4 separate regions of the Sus scrofa genome follow, and all the other regions are linked to region 3. A link is a contact called in public Hi-C data. All regions are on one chromosome and are shown on one strand. Each heading gives the region's core, a stretch centred on a gene start, on an enhancer-like site or on the middle of the called end of the contact. The rest is flanking DNA. Distances are from core to core; before and after follow the strand shown.

The links. Hi-C and Micro-C count contacts between places; a contact is called where the count stands out from the background.
Region 1: a contact with region 3 is called in a Hi-C map of omental adipose tissue, with 2.8 times the contacts expected there. The contact joins two enhancer-like sites. A contact is called at or near these places in 1 of 5 promoter capture datasets (liver), 11 of 47 Hi-C or Micro-C datasets (alveolar macrophages, embryonic fibroblasts, epiblast stem cells and 6 more) and 2 of 2 datasets of contacts at active chromatin or transcription factors (alveolar macrophages and skeletal muscle).
Region 2: a Hi-C map of liver shows a contact between it and region 3, with 6 times the contacts expected there. The contact joins two enhancer-like sites. A contact is called at or near these places in 2 of 47 Hi-C or Micro-C datasets (heart right ventricle and liver) and 2 of 2 datasets of contacts at active chromatin or transcription factors (alveolar macrophages and skeletal muscle).
Region 4: a contact with region 3 is called in a Hi-C map of liver, with 2.0 times the contacts expected there. The contact joins two enhancer-like sites. A contact is called at or near these places in 2 of 47 Hi-C or Micro-C datasets (heart right ventricle and liver).

What each region holds. Positions count from the first base shown.
Region 1 is chr3:96,974,671-96,978,222 of Sscrofa11.1, forward strand. All of the region lies in intron 28 of THADA (thyroid adenoma-associated protein), which reads left to right. Among named protein-coding and RNA genes, the nearest start is that of THADA, 100 kb to the left of the region's middle. Within about 2 kb of position 1,316, at least 9 of the 83 cell types and tissues checked have an H3K27ac peak or open chromatin away from gene starts, as enhancers often do. A contact at or near this core is called in omental adipose tissue, where this site is marked.
Region 2 is chr3:97,379,149-97,383,154 of Sscrofa11.1, forward strand. No RefSeq gene overlaps it. Among named protein-coding and RNA genes, the nearest start is that of ZFP36L2, 180 kb to the left of the region's middle. Within about 2 kb of position 1,958, at least 25 of the 83 cell types and tissues checked have an H3K27ac peak or open chromatin away from gene starts, as enhancers often do. A contact at or near this core is called in liver and skeletal muscle, where this site is marked.
Region 3 is chr3:97,128,875-97,132,737 of Sscrofa11.1, forward strand. All of the region lies in intron 33 of THADA (thyroid adenoma-associated protein), which reads left to right. Among named protein-coding and RNA genes, the nearest start is that of ZFP36L2, 70 kb to the right of the region's middle. Within about 2 kb of position 2,522, at least 31 of the 83 cell types and tissues checked have an H3K27ac peak or open chromatin away from gene starts, as enhancers often do. A contact at or near this core is called in liver, omental adipose tissue and skeletal muscle, where this site is marked.
Region 4 is chr3:97,257,462-97,261,225 of Sscrofa11.1, forward strand. All of the region lies in intron 2 of LOC106509841 (a long non-coding RNA gene), which reads left to right. Among named protein-coding and RNA genes, the nearest start is that of ZFP36L2, 59 kb to the left of the region's middle. Within about 2 kb of position 2,275, at least 27 of the 83 cell types and tissues checked have an H3K27ac peak or open chromatin away from gene starts, as enhancers often do. A contact at or near this core is called in liver, where this site is marked.

The sequences.
Region 1 (3,552 bases), core at 66-2,565, 160 kb before region 3:
CCCTTATCCGCTCTGCTCTTCAATTTCTCCATCTATAGAACAGGAATAATAAGATCTGTTCTGTACTAAGAGGGCTATAGGGAGGATAAAACAAAGTTTTAACAGTTCATTTTCCTGAAAAATATTGGAAGTCCTGTGCCATTAGAGATACATAGTTTGCTTTTTCTGTTACCACTTCTAGTATTTTACCCATCCCATTGTCTTACAGTTACACTGTGCTTTTGGAGTACTGGGTCAGTATCTTATCCTTTCTTTTTTACACCTGGTGCCTAGCATAGTGTCTGGCATGTAATGGGCAAACAGAATACTTGCTTAATGAAGAAGCAAATTTTGTTACTAGAGGAGGAGAGATAAGAACTCTGGTTTCTGTTTTGTTGCCATATAGCCACAATAACCAGCTGAGACAAGTTAACCTCTCTGGCTTTGGCTTTCTCCTCTAAGAGACTTGGACTATCCTTGAGGTCTTATATTTCTATAAAATACTAAGCGAAGGCTTTCTGTAATTGTTACTAGAATTGTGAGTTTGGTAAACTGCTATTTTCCCAGTGCCTAGAACAGTGCCTGCTTGGTAGTAGAGACAAGAAGTTCCCTTTTCACATATAAAGAAAGGAGCAGGGGTTCTGCACCCCTACTTAAAAGTGCGTACGGTACACTCATAGTGATTGAACTCTAGAGTGCATTAGTCTTGTTCCAGATGTGTCTTTGGGATTATGAAGAATGAGAAAACATACATTTCACTTGTTTGTTTTCAATAATGTTATTACATTGTCTTTTCCTAAAGCTCCTCTCCTTTTTTTTTTTTTTTTTTTCCCCTGACTGGCTTGGTATGACAGAATGAATAATGGATCCTTTGTAGGGTCAGAAGCTGCATAGCTCTGTGATCTGAGGAGTGTGCTGGGCTTCCCTAGATAGCCTTCCTCTGCAGTGGGAGTGGGCGCACCTTGCGCACCTTGCTAGTTCCTCTTTCCTTTCAGATGGGAGCTAAACCAATGTGATCTTTCACTCTAGATCTTTCCCATCAGCCCCAGTCTAGTCCAGCCCCTGCTTATAGACAGATTTTGTTCTAGTCCCAGGTAAGCGACAGGTAACAGTATATAGATAGTCTGAAAAGCTTTATTGTAGACTTTGTTAAAGCTTTGTGCAGGTGCTCAATGTACAGAGTGTTCTTTTGCTCTTGCTTGCTCTTCATTTTAAATCAGTCAGTCAACCGGTAAGAATTTGTAAGCATTTGCCTTGAACTCATTATTGACACAGTAGAGGAGTACATGAAAAATATAAAACTTGGACCTTGCTCAAGGAGCTTACCTTTTAGCTGAGGAAGCAAGAATCATTATTTGTGAAGCAGGTAGAAATAGAAGACAATATATACTATTCAGCTGCACAATATGGTATGAGTAATGGATGCAGAAGAAATTCATCAGTGGGAGAGTTGAGTGGAGTGCTTGAAGGGAACGGTATTTCTTATAAAGCTTTGGGGATGAGTAGATTTGGGGTACATGGAAACAGGTAGGTTAAAAAAGAGGAACAAAAGAATAATAATCTAGTTTTCATTGACAGACTAGTACAATCTCTATTCTGTCTTGTTAGCCAGAGCTCATATTCAAATTAATAGTTTAGGATGGTTTAGTACAATTTAAGAGGAAAATGTTTATAAAAGCATCACTGGGTCCAAATAAAATTATTTCTAATGACTGTGTTAGGAGATGTTAAATTGTATTTGTTTTGTTTTCCTGGGTATAAATAACAGAGAATTGTTTTAATTATTTCTCTTAACATCTTAGTGCTGTGGTTCTGGAAGGATCCTCCAAGGGACATCTAGTCTAGTCCAGCCCCTGCTTATAGACAGATTTTGAAGCAATTTCCAGACAGACTGGCTTCTCTCCTGTTTTTCATGTTTTCTAGGAAAAGAGATTCCACAAGTTTTTGTGGTTACCCACTCCATTGTTTAGGAAAGAATTGGATTCTTGAAGCTAAAATTGAGAGCTGTAGGGCAACGAGGTTTTTATGTTAGAGAATGTAATTATTAGAATTCAGAATAGCTTATTTGCTTTGAACTACATAGTAGTTTGTAGCAGTTGCCTATTTGGCCAGACTGAAGATCAGAATTTTCTTTTGACTGTGGCCAGGATAATCTTAACATCCTCAGCCCCGAAGTATTCTCGTTTCCTCCATTTAACAAGAATTTATATTGCATTTTCACTCTTTGCCAGGCCTTCTGCTGGGCACTGAGATCCAAGGATGAAATAGACATACTCCTGGCCCCAGGGAAACCAATGGTCTGATGAAGAATATATCAGTTATCTACTGCACTGAAGTTTCTGTTCCACACATGTAAAAGGGAGACGTTGTGGAAGGGGGAAGCATATCCTTAGTGTCTGTTTGCGTGCTTGGTACGTGCCAAACCCTTCATGGGTGTCAAATTTAGGCTTCATCACAGCCCTGCAGCATGAGTAGAGCCATCCTAATTTTATAGAGGAGTAAATCAAGGTTGGTGAGATCACGTGGTCCGCCCGATGTCGTACAGCCAGAAAGAGGCAGAACTAGAACCCAAATCCAGCTGCATCTGTAGAGCACATGCGGATTTGCTCACCCAATACACACAGCTCCTGATGAGCGGTGAGTCACTGTTTTGAGTCTGGCTTTAGATTTTACATTGTGAGACTGTGGGAAATGAGGCACTTGACCCAATGTCTCATTGTGGACTGGGACTCAAACAACTCCCATGTGGCAGGTTGATTTTAAGACCCTTTAATTATCCCAGTAGGAGATTATTGTGGCAAGTAAGACATTTATCTCTGTAAAACTTGTATTTCATGGTAGTTTGATGCTCGAGGGAGAGGATATTGGGGTTTTGTGATCATCTTTGTCTATGGTATGCTGTCTTTCAGCCTGAACCTAAAGTTTTTCCAAACCACTGCTTATATTTTTCATTCATATATTTAATAAACATTATAGTAATAACCACTATTATATTATATTTCATTTATTACAGTTTAGTGTATTTTATAGTTTTTATATTTGAGTGCACCTAAGAAGCCATCTAGTTCCATTCTCATTCAGCAGATGTGAAAATTGAGGTGCTCAAGGTCACATAGCTAGTGCTGGAAATAAAGTTAATGGGTACTTTTAACTCACAGCAAGCCTAGCTAGAACATTTAACAAATTTAGCTGATTTTAACAACAATAACCCTAGTTTTGATTCAAATAATTTGAAATTAAGCTAAGAGCCCCAGTGTTTTGATATGGTCTAGAGGTACCATTCATACATTTTCCACAGTTGTTTCTAGAACATTCAATCTGGTTCTTTAGGCAAAGTTGGTAAGTGCGTGTTTTTTGAGACTGAGAAATGAGTACAGGTCTTATGTAACCCTTGTGGAGAAGTTCTTAAAATCAGAATGAAGTCTATTCTGACACTTTGGCCTACTGGAGAGTTTCATGTTTCAAGTTTTTTGTTCATTCTTAGGTTCATGGATCACAGGTAGGAAAAACCACAAATAAAAATTTTCACCAAAAAGAAGCTCTTAAAAAGAAATATGTTGATGAACTTGAAGT
Region 2 (4,006 bases), core at 708-3,207, 250 kb after region 3:
AGCACTCACGGACACTGAGGTGGTCAGGACACAGCCCCCATCAAGATGGGATGGGTCATGGGAAGGACAGAGGGCTAAAACCAGGAGAAGGGTTTTCTGGTCCCAGCACCACTATCCGGAAAGGAGATGGACTGGGGGATCTGTAAGGGCCCATCGGCTCAAAAAAAGCAGGCTCAGCAAAGCCCAGTGCCATTTCACCAGACACTGTCCCCCTCCACTCTAGGCCCCTCCAAGGCCAAGGCTTTCTCTTGACTGCAGCATAAAATCAGTTTCTGGCTTGGACACGAGGAGCCTCTCTGTGGGGCGCTAGGAGAATCAAGGAGGAGATTCAACCTCCCCAGACTTCAGGGAAGGCTTCCTGGAAGAGGTGGCACCTGAGCCAGAGCTATCCAGGAGAGGCAAGTGGAAAGATGTCGAGCAGTGGGAAGAGCACGAGCCGAAGCGTGGCTGCCTCCCCTCACATGGCGTGTGCGGGTGGCTCAGTGTTTTAGTGTGTTTGAGGGTGGAAAATGCAGCACCACCAGCCCCAGGAAGCCCTCCTGGCACCTCGGGCAGCCCCATTTGGCTTCCACACTTGGGAACTCTCACTGCTTGGGAGGGGCTGTGGGCAGTGCTTCTCACAGGCTGGGGGACCGAGCCCTTCCAGCTCTTATCCTGTGCCTGACAAAGGACCAGGCACTGGGTCAGACAAAAAGGAAGGGAGGGAAAGGAAGAAAGAAAAGGAAGAAGGAAGGTCTGGCTCAAAGAGGCTCTTTACTCGGGAGGCCACCAAGGACACCAGTCTGTACTATTGGGTCCCATGGGACTACCCAGGCTGGGTCAGCCTCATCCCTCTCTCCCTGGCGAGGGACTTTCAATGTCACGCTGTGACCGGGTGGCCTGAGCTCTGGGAGGTCAGGCTGGTAAGGACCACTGCCAGGAAGGGTACCCGCATCCCTGCCCCTCCATTTGGACGTCTTGGATACCCACCCAACATCCTTGAATCGGGATCAGGATCCTTGGCCCCCGCATGACAGCTGGGCAGTCGAGAGCCCTGCCTTGGAGAAAAGTATAATTCAGATCCTAAACTAAGTTGGGGCTGGGATGAATTCTTCACTTGTTGAGAATGAAACTGAGGGGCAAAAGCCCCAGCCTGGGATGTCAGACTCCTGGGCTGGAGGAAGAGGACAAAAAGAGACAATACGAGCCCCAGAGATTCAGCAAAGAGGAGAGTGGGGAGGGGCCGGGCCCATTTCCCCCAAGGTCCCAGAGACCTAGGATGTTAGTATCAGAACGGGAAGAGGCCTGGGGAGACAGACCCTCTGATGCTCTGGGTAAGGACCCGAGAGGATGCTTGCTATAGAAGGGAGGGGCCATAAGCCAAGGAATAGAGGTAGCCTCTAGATGTGAAAAAAGATAAGGAAATGGATTTTCCCCTGGAGATGCTTTGACGTTAGCCCAGCGAGGCTGATTTTGGACTTCCGACTTCCAGAATTGTAAGAGAATATATTTGTGTTGTTGAAGTCACTCAGCTTGTGGTGATTTGTTACAGCAGTAACAGGAAATTCATCCACTTGCCTAGAGATTGAGAACGAGCAAGTGGTCCAAGCTTCCCTGGCCCTGCAGACCCAGCTCTATGGAATCCCCATCCCGCACTGGTTGGGGCTGGGCTAGCAGTGCAGCGAGGCCCTGAAGGGGCTCAGACCACACAGTGAGTTCTGGGCCTTTGGAAGGTGTGTGCGTGTGTGTGTGTGTGTGTGTGTGTGTGTGTGTGTTAGAGCAAAGGGAAGAGCACAGCTTCTTCATGCATTGGAAATTTCTGGGCGGACGATCCACCAAAGGCATGTCAACGTTTTCCTCTCCAGGAAAAAATAACTCAATCCCTATCAAAAAAAGTCACAGTCTCACATGCGCTTACATGAACGGACGTGTGGGTCCTTGGGAGAAGCGAAACAGCCCCTCCCCTGCTCCAGGCGTCTTTAATTTTCACGGGGCAGGGAGCACAGATGAGGGAGGCTGGGGGAGCCATCAGCCAGAGGGCTGTGGACACATTGTGACATCTGGATTTCCCCAAAGCTCACGGGTCCTGTGGAGGGAGCGCTCCCCCCTCCCCTCCACCGCCCCGCAGCGCTTCCCACTTCCACAAAATCTCTGGGAAGATTTGACACATTTTTTTTTTAGCAGCAGAGAGCAATTGGAATTTCCAGCTTAATTCCAGATGTGGTGCTGACTCTGCTGGGGAGTTTGGCTTGATACAGCATCCGGGAGGCCCGTTGTTCCATTGGATCCCCGCCCCCCATCCCCAAACCCTGGCACTGGCCTGCACGCTTGTGTGTGTCCCCTCTCCTCTGCTCTGGGTCTTGCGGCTGGGCTTTCCTGCGGGGAGCTGCAGAGCGCCCATGCGTGTGGTTTTCACACGTGTGGAGAGGGCTGGGTGGCGGATGGGCAGCCTGGAGCCCAGGTGCCTCTGGGGCAGGGAGTAGGGGCTGTGACAGAACAGGAACCGAGTCACGCGGGGTGTTCTGGGAGCATGGACAGGGCCGGAGGCTGGATCTGGAGCAGGCTGGGAGGGGGTGAGGGGGGAACCGAAGGGTCAGTGTGGGCTGAGGTCATAGCTGGTGCCTGGCCAGGGGCTGCCGGGAAGGCAGGCAGAAAGGAAAGGCCCTTTAGGCAGCCAGCGCACCCTGGTTCCTGGGGCTCAATCCGCCAGACGAGACGTCAGGACCAGATGGCTCCTCGGCAGGAGTGAGGGTCCCACTGGTGCCTCAGTGAAACCGCAGGAGGATCAAGAATATCCAAAGGGGGAGTTCCCGTTGTGGCACAGAGGGTTAAGAGCCCAAATAGTATCCATGAGGACACAGGTTCCATCCCTGCGCCTTGCTCAGCAGGTTAAGGATCCTGCATGGCCACAAGCTGCGGTGTATGCCACAGAGGCAGCTCGGATCCCACGTTTCTATGGTTATGGTGTAGGCCAGCAGCTATAGCTCTGATTCAACCAGTAACCTGGGCACGTCCATATGCCCCAGGGGCTGTCCTAAAAAAGAAGAGAAAAAAAAAGGAATGTCAAAAGGAACTGATATATGTATATGTGTAATTAATTTACTTTGTCGTACACCTGAAATTAACACAATTTTGTAAGTCAGCCATATTCCAATAAAAAATTTAAAAAGACTGTTACCCACTTTGGCCAGCTTGTCTGTGATTTCTCTAGGTAGTAGACAAAACAGTGGCCCCAAAAGAGGCCCACATATCTACTCCCCAGAACCTGTGAACAAATGTTAACCTCACAGCCAAAAGGACTTGGCAGATGTGATCATGTCAAGGAGCTTGAGATGAGGAGACTGTCCTGGATTATCTGGGAGGGTCCAGGGTAATCACCAGGGTCCTTCCCAGAGGGAGGCAAGAGGCCAAAGCAATAGAAAGGCGATGTGACAGCACGAAGGAGGAAGGGGCCCCAAGCCAAGGGATGCAGGCAGCTTCTAGAATCTGGAAAAGGCAAGGAGACCCATTTCCCCTAGAGCCTCCAAAAGGCACACAGCACTGCCAATCCCTTGACTTTAGCTTGGTGAGGCTGATTTTGGACTTGTGGTCCCCAGGACTGTAAAATAAATGCGGATTATTTTAAACCACTAAGTTCGTGGTGAGCTGTCACAGGAGCGACAGGAAACCAATACAGCCTCCCATCCTGAGGTGGGCGCCATCCTCGACCGCACTCCCTTCGACAAGTGCCTTTTCCACACGACACAGGGTGAGGGGAGTACCCCATTTGTTCTCCCCAATGGCCCTGGCTGAACAGCAGCACAGACCACCACAGGAGAGGCTGCTTCCCATCAGCCAGGGCCTCCAGCTGGTAGCAGAGCTGGGCCCCGTCCAGGGCCCCCCAGACTTCTGGGCCAAGACCTTGCCCCCATGGCCGCTGCCTCCCTTCAGCTGTGGATGAACCAGCCACCAGCCTGCTGTTTCTCCACTGCAGCCCTCTACCTTCCCCGCATTCTCTGGGGCTCTGCTCCTCATTCCCAACAAGAAG
Region 3 (3,863 bases), core at 1,272-3,771:
ATGAATAGTATTCCATTATGGGCATGGGTTGTTTATATTAATTCACTAGTTGAAATACATTTTGGCACTTCCACCTTTGGGAAATTGTGAATAATGCAGCTCTGAGCATAGATATGTTTATGTGGCTATATGTTTTTACCCTCCTAAGTAAAACCTAGGAAAGAGATTACTAGGTCATATGATAAGGATTGTTTAAGTTGTAGGAAATTGCCAAACTGTTTTCCAAAGGGCCTTACCACTTAGCATTCCCACCAGCAGTATATGAGAGGTCCAGTTATCCTGCATCCTCATTGAAACTTGGAATTGCCCCTCTTGTTGATTATAGCCATCCTGGTAGATGTGTAGTGGTGTGTTATTATGATTTAAATTTTCATTTCCCTAGTGACCAGTTGTATTGAGTATCTTTTCATGTGCCATGGTTGCAATATACATATCTTTTTTTGGTAAAGTGTCTGTTCAGATTTCTTGCACGTTTTCTTTTTAATTGGATGTTTTTAATTATTGAGTTGTAAAAGTTTTTTGTTCTGGATACAAATATTTTATACAGATAAATAGTCATTAAATATTTTTTACCTATCTGTTGCTTGTCTTTTTTCTTTTCTTTAATTTATTTTTTATTGTTATTTCCCCCAACTCACTTTTTTTTTTTCCACTGTACAGCATGGGGACCCAGTTACACATACATGTACACATAGTTTTTTCTCCCATTGTCGTGCTCCATTGTAAGTATCTAGACGTAGTTTTCAGTGCTACACAGCAGGTCTTTTTTCTTAACAATGTCTTTTGAAGAGCTTATGTTTTTAATTTTGATGAAGTCCGATTTATCAGTTTTTCCTTTGTCTTTTATGCTTTTTTTTTTTTTTTTTTTGCTGCGCCTGAGGCATGTGGAGGTTTCTGGGCCGGGGTCAAACCTGTGCCACAGCAATGACAACGCCAGATCCTTCAACCACTAGGCCACCTGAGAACTCCTGTTTTATGCCTTTTGTGCCCTAGTAAAGAAGTCTTTGCCTATCCCAAGGTCACAAAGACAGTCTCTCAGGTTTTCTTCTGAAGTTTGATTTTTAAAGTTTTACGTTTAGATCTGTGATCCACTTTGGGCTAATGTTCATGTATGTCATGAGATAAGGTTGAAGTTTTTCTTTTTTTTTTTTTTTCTTTGTCTTTTTAGGGCCTCACCCATGGCATATGGAGGTTCCTAGGCTAAGGGTCAGATTGGAGCTGCAGCTGCCAGCCTACGCCACAGCCACAGCAACGCAGGATCTGAGCCACATCTTCGACCTACACTACAGCTCTCAGCAACACCGGATCCTTAACCTACTGAGCAAGGCCAGGGATTAAACTTGTTAAACTTGCGTCCTAAGGGATGCTAGTCAGATTCATTTCCACTGAGCCACAATGGGAACTCCTGAAGTTCTTTTTGTTATTTTTCATATGAATATCCAATCGTTCTGACTCAGCAAGACCTCTGGGCTCTGGGTTCTCCCTGTCTGTGCCGGGAGGGAAGGTGCCCCTGCTTAGTAGTCTGGGGCAACTAGAAGTCTCACCTTATGTGTTGCTTTCTTCTCTCGGGGGCCATGGTCCTGGACTGCCCATGTCTGATGTTTAAAAACAATAATTTCACACGTTTGTCTAGTTTATAGCTGTTAGTTGTTTATGGCAAAGGGCAATTCCTATAGTGGTTAAACTTGCATGGGCTAAAAGAACTATCACCTTCATCACTTTGCTTTGAAACTTCTTGGTTCCTCAGTTGTAAAGTGGGGATGGTACCCTCAGAGCATTGGGGTAAAGGTCACCTGAAAGAAAGAGAAAAAAAAAAAAACTGTGAAAACCCCATGGAAAGTAACATTATAAGAAAGAAAAAATCTAGCATAGGAAGACAAGCAGGTATTAGGAAGTAAAATTGGTACCAAAACGAATGGTCGGTCATCTCATCAGAACTTCTGCTGGTCCCATGGCCAGCTACGCTTACTCCCAGGCTCTCCTCCAGTGCCCATCTGGCAGAATGTACTTGATGGCACACTAAACCGCATGCCAGTGCAACCAGATTCTGTTGGATTTGCCAGCTGTAGATTGTACCTTGTGGCGTCATTCCCACATTGATGTAGGCCAGTGGCACCAGAAACCTCTTCAGTCTTAGAGACTGTTTCTTCCAGAACTATAAACTGTAGCGCTGGCAAGACACTGAGATCAGCAGTCCTAGCCACTCATTACAGGTGCGTCGGCAGAGGTAAGCCCCACTTATTTAAAAGAATCTTCCCAGCCACTGAGACTCTCAAAAAGGTTTCACACCGTATCTCATTGCCGAAGGGCAAAAGGGAAGCCCCAGATCCTTTGTGGGGAAGAGGTTAAATGAAATGGGGGGGTGTCTAAGCTGTGATGATACAGAAGTTGCTGATTTCTCAATCTTGTCCTTGGGAGCAATTCGCTGACAAAGAACCCAAAGCAGTGTATGCTAAGAAGTAATTTTATGTTTGTGTCTTCGGGTTGTCATGTGTTTATCCACAAGTATTTCCTGACTTCCTCCCTGTGTTGGGCAGAGGCAAGGATGGGATGGTGGGTGGAGGCAAGAAGTGAAAACTGCTGGTCCCACCCAGGGCCTGGTGAGCTCATTTTTAGCCTACCCAAATCCCTTCAGAACTCTTCGGACTCCATCTCCCAAGCCACAGGGACTGTTGTTATTTTTGGGTTGACCAAGTAGTCTTCAAATAGTATTTTCAGAAGCTCATCCTCCTTCCTCAAGAGCAGATAAGGCGTTTGGTGCCTAAAAAAGTACTTGGAGAATCTGCTGGGGCAGGGGAAGGAGGGAGTGTTTTCAGAGGGATGTGTGTGTCGGGGCCATGCCCGTACGCAGGGCAGAAGGGGTTCAGAGACCCAGAAAGTAGGCAAGACGTAAACAGCCGGCACCCGTTCAGGGTGCTTCTCAAGACGGAGCGAGTCTCCAAACGCTTCCGCCAGGTCCTTCTCCTTGTCTGTGACTGGAAGGGCCCTTCAGGTCAGGATTACTGTTCACCAGGAGGAGCAGAGGATTAAGTAGAAGAATTGGAATTTCCCTTCGATAAGGAGAAGCCAAGATGTATTAAATCACTCGATTTGTGGTGTTGTTGTTGTTGTAGTTCCTATGGTTTCCTCTCCTCTCCAAACATAATTGTGTTTTTTTTTTATACTGAGAAATTGCATAACAGACCATTAACAGCACAGAGTGTACAAACTATCATCTCTGATTATTTTTAGAACCAGTTTATCAACTGGTCCAGATAAGAACATTTGTTGGGTCTGATTACCAGATCTCTCTGACCAGAGCTCCAGTTCTTTGAAATAGAAAAAGCTGACCGTCTCACTGTGCCTTAAAAGTAAAATCCACTTTGTATTCTCTCACTTTTTTTAAGGAGAGTAAAGGGGTGGGGGTGGGGGGGGCTTCTACAGACGTTTCCTGATCGAGCGGGATCGGAGAATTCCGAGTCATTACCATATGTGAGAGAGAAATTCATTCATTCATTCATTTGTCCGAAACTTCTACAGACGTTTCCTGATCTAGCGGGATCAGAGAATTCTGAGTCATTACCATATGCGAGAGAGAAATTCATTCATTTGTTCACTCAATCATTCAAGGAGACAGCACAGGAAAGGTAGAATCAAGAACCTGCCTCTGAGGCTCAATGGCAAGCGACCACCAGAGTGGCACGGTCCATACCCTGGCCATTTATACAGCGTCCCCAGTGTGGCAGTGAAACTGTTTTTTTCTGTTTGATTGGCCTCTTTCTAAGTAGAACAATTTTGCTGTGATTACTGGGGTTTTAGCTTCTCCCATAACGGTCTCTGCGGGGGCCAAGAAAACAGTGTCCCTCGGGGCCTGTACACCAACT
Region 4 (3,764 bases), core at 1,025-3,524, 130 kb after region 3:
TTTACAGGTGAGGCAGTTGAGGTCTGATGCACAGCGACACGCCCAGTGGCAGAGCTGGGAGTAGGACCCTGGGCCTCTCTGGCAGCACCAGACCCAGGGGGTCCAGGTGGGAACGTCAGGTGTCAGGAAAGGTTTGGGTCACTCCTCAGAGAAAACATCTCCCCCAGGACAGAGGGAGCTGGGAGGGACCTGAGGGCCTGGCCTTGAGGTTAATACCAGGAAGACACCAAGAAGCCATTTCTCTCACATGGCTGTGGGCCACATGTAGGTCCCTTCCCACAGCCTTCTTACCCTGTCCTTGTGGGTACACACCCTGCCCACCTGTAGTGGGGAGGCTGGCTGTAAGGGGGCAGGGCTGGGGCAGAGATGGCCAGATTAATATTCTACCTCTTGGGCTGATAAGGCCCAGGAACTTTGTCCTGGCAGACAGGCTGGAGGAGCAGGGGCTGTAGCCCCTGGTAGGGGGTTCTGGCAGGTTCCGGTGCCTGGGGCATCACTGTGGGGTGCCCGAGACTGGGGGTCAGGACTGGCATCACGTCCTCTCCCAGCTGTGGGGAGGGCTCTGCACTCCCGTCTCGGTGGACATGGTGGGGATCAAACCAAAGACTCCATGAGTTCCCGTTGTTGTGCAGCAGAAATGAAACCAACTAGGAACCATGAGGTGGTAGGTTCGATCCCTGGCCTCGCTCAGTGGGTTAAGGATCCGGCGTTGCTGTGAGCTGTGGTGTGGGTCACAGATGAGGCTTAGATCCTTCGTTGCTGTGGCTGTGGCATAGGCTGGCAGCTACAACTCTGATTCGATCCCTAGCTTGGGAACCTCCATGTGCCGTGGCTGCGGCCCTAAAAAGCAAAACAAACAAACAACCCCCCCCAAAGACTCCACAGGGCATCTCTCGGACAGGTCCGGCTGCTATCTTGAGGAAAGAGGGCTGTTATTCACAGCGGTTATAAATGCTTCGTGGAATCAGAGTGAAGTTGCTTTGAGCTTGAGCCAGAATGCTCCAATCAACCTTTGGCTCTGATAAAGATAAGAGGACCCAAGGTGATAACACACAAACCAGAAACTGTCAACAGGTGCTAATTAGGGCACTGGGTGCTGAGCCGCACCCACTACACCTGACGGAGGGGAGCGGACTCAGGTGGGGAGCCAGGGCCTGATCTGGGTGGGGGAAGATAAAGGCTCACTGCTGTACTTTCGTCTTAATGGCCTTTTTGTCACCTCCTCCATCCAAGGACTTCCCCACGCCCCTCCCCACCCCCATTCCTGCCTACCTGGCATTACATAACGTAAGACGAAAGAACAAAATACATTTGAACGTTGTGTAATAAAACATGATGGGCGTGATGTAACGCGGCGGACAGCGTCCCGAATTGGGAGCCAAGAGTCCCGGACTGTCGTCTTGCTCTGCACGACCTTGAGCCCGTCGTTACGCTGCGAACTCCAGCCACCCCACCCCCCCAACTGCCACAAAATGGGGGGTGTTGATGGGGCAGTTGTAGAGTAATCCCCCCTTGGGGTCCCTGCCAGGTCTAAAGTTCAGGCTTCTCTGCCGCAAAACCCTGCAGTCTGTGAAGCGCACGAAACATGTCGCTGGTGCCATCCCGCCACGCTGGGGTGTGTGTGACACTTGACAGAGGCACAAGTCTATCTGCGGGAGGGGGAGCCGACAGAGGGCTCGGAGGTGAGGACAGGTCTCAGAGCTCCTGGAATCCCTCTCTCTGTCTGAGCCAGAGGTCACCGAGCCTGCTGCCTGCTCTTGGGGCACTCAGGCTATTTTTAACTCGGTGCCCCTTAAATAAACATGGCATCGGGCTGATGGCTGAGTCCCCTCCCCCCCAAGTGGACGCACAAACTGAAGTGGCCACCGAGAAGTGACCCAGGGTGCTGAGCCAGGGCTCCCTGTCTTCAGGTGCACGCTGGGCCCACTCAAGCCAGAGGAGCTCCTGGGGGGACCAGCACCACCCCTGTCGCATGTTCAGCCCGGCACAGATTCTACCTCCCATCAGCAAGGCCCATCCTGAGAGCAGGGCAGGGGCTTGCCACTCTCTTCCTGGGAAAAGAGCTGGACAGGGAGAAATGCAGGGATGGGGTGCAGGGGGGAGACGTGGCCGGAAAGTGGGACGAGGGCCCAGACCGGCCTTCCTCTGGTCAGCTTCCCCAGGCAGCAAAGGGTTACCTGCACGGCCAGCTTGCCGGGCTCAGAGCTGGGCAGTGACTCAGACCTGGGCCCGCCCACCTGCTCTCACGGGGCCAGTGACACAGGAGAAGGGCACACATCAGTGCTCCGGGGCTGAAGTAACAAGCTCAACAGAACTCACTCCAGGGGGCAGGGGCTCTAGGCTAGAGGTCTGCTCGTCCTGTCCCCGGGGGAGGGGGGCACTGGCCAGGGCGAGGGCAGGGGCGCTCAGGAACGGGGGAGTCCCAGGAAGGTGGTACCCAAGTGAATGTTGAAATATGGATAGAAACGCATCCCTCTGTCCCTCTGTATGTAGCCTTGCTCAGCTGCAGTTTCCTCACCTGAACAAGGCTGGCTAGTAGTGCTCAGATGCTGAGAGCTGACTCAGGGAGGTGGGAGGGAGGGTGTTTTTCAGGCAGAGCCAATGGGGTATACATGGGGGTAAAGACAGAAGAAAATGAAACACCCCAAACCTAAGCCCTCAGACTGATCCTGGAAAGCGGCGTGGAGCCCAGCTTGTGCCTCTGTGTGCTGGGACGGGAACTGGCTTCGGGAAGATGCGGGGCTGGCCACGCAGCCACTGCCAAGTCCAGCCAGGGAGGGGGCCCATTAGGGCAGAACCAGGAGCAGAAATCCCCAGGGCTTGACCATGGCTTCCCAAGATTGAGTCAGGGGTCAAGGTTTTGCATATGGAGGTTCCCAGGCTAGGGTTCGAATTGGAGCTGTAGCTGCCAGCCTACACCACAGCCACAGCAATGCAAGATCTGAGCCACGTCTGCAACCTACACCACCGCTCACAGCAACACCGGATCCTTAACCCACTGAGTGAGGCCAGGGATTCAACCCGCTTCCTCGTGGATCCTAGTCGGATTCGTTTACCACTGAGCCACAACGGGAACTCTTTGGCTACTTTTATTGTGAGGCTAGTGTAGTGGGGGGAGGCTTTGAAGTGCTGCAGAGGAGGAGTCTAGGGGTATGTGTTTGTGTGCAAGAGAGAGAGGACTGTAGTGCTGAGGCATATTCGAAGGATCGAGTCCCCTCAGCAGCCAGTATCTGTGCCTGTTCTAGGGAGGGAGCCAGAGGCACAGACCCCTTTCCCAGGCCTCTGGTCCTGCTCTCTGGTACCAGGAGGTGTTGGGGCCTCTGCAGGAGAGGCCAGGAGGCCACACCCCACAAGACTGTTCTGGTTCAGCCTGGCACCTGCACTATTTCATCTCTAGTAAGAGTGTGGCTGAATGTGAATGGGGGTGCGTGTGTGTGTGTGTGTGTGTGTGTACGCACATGTGGCATTTCGAGATCAAAGAATGCTTAGAAGTTCCTGCTAAAAGGTCAGGCCAGTGAGGAGTGAGGGCCTGGCCCGTCTCCTCAGGCCCTGGCATAGGACACAGCCTTCCCACCCAAATCTGCTGGGCCTCAGGGGCATCAGAAGCTGACGGGCCTCTGACTCAGGCGGAGCCAGAAGGAGGGGCTGGAAGTGCCAGGCTGAGGAGGGGCAGGTTAGTCATCCGCTGAGCGCAGGCAGGACATTGAGCTTCGGGCGAGAGGCTTTCCTGCCACCGAAACAACAGCCAGGGCTGGGGCCAGGGG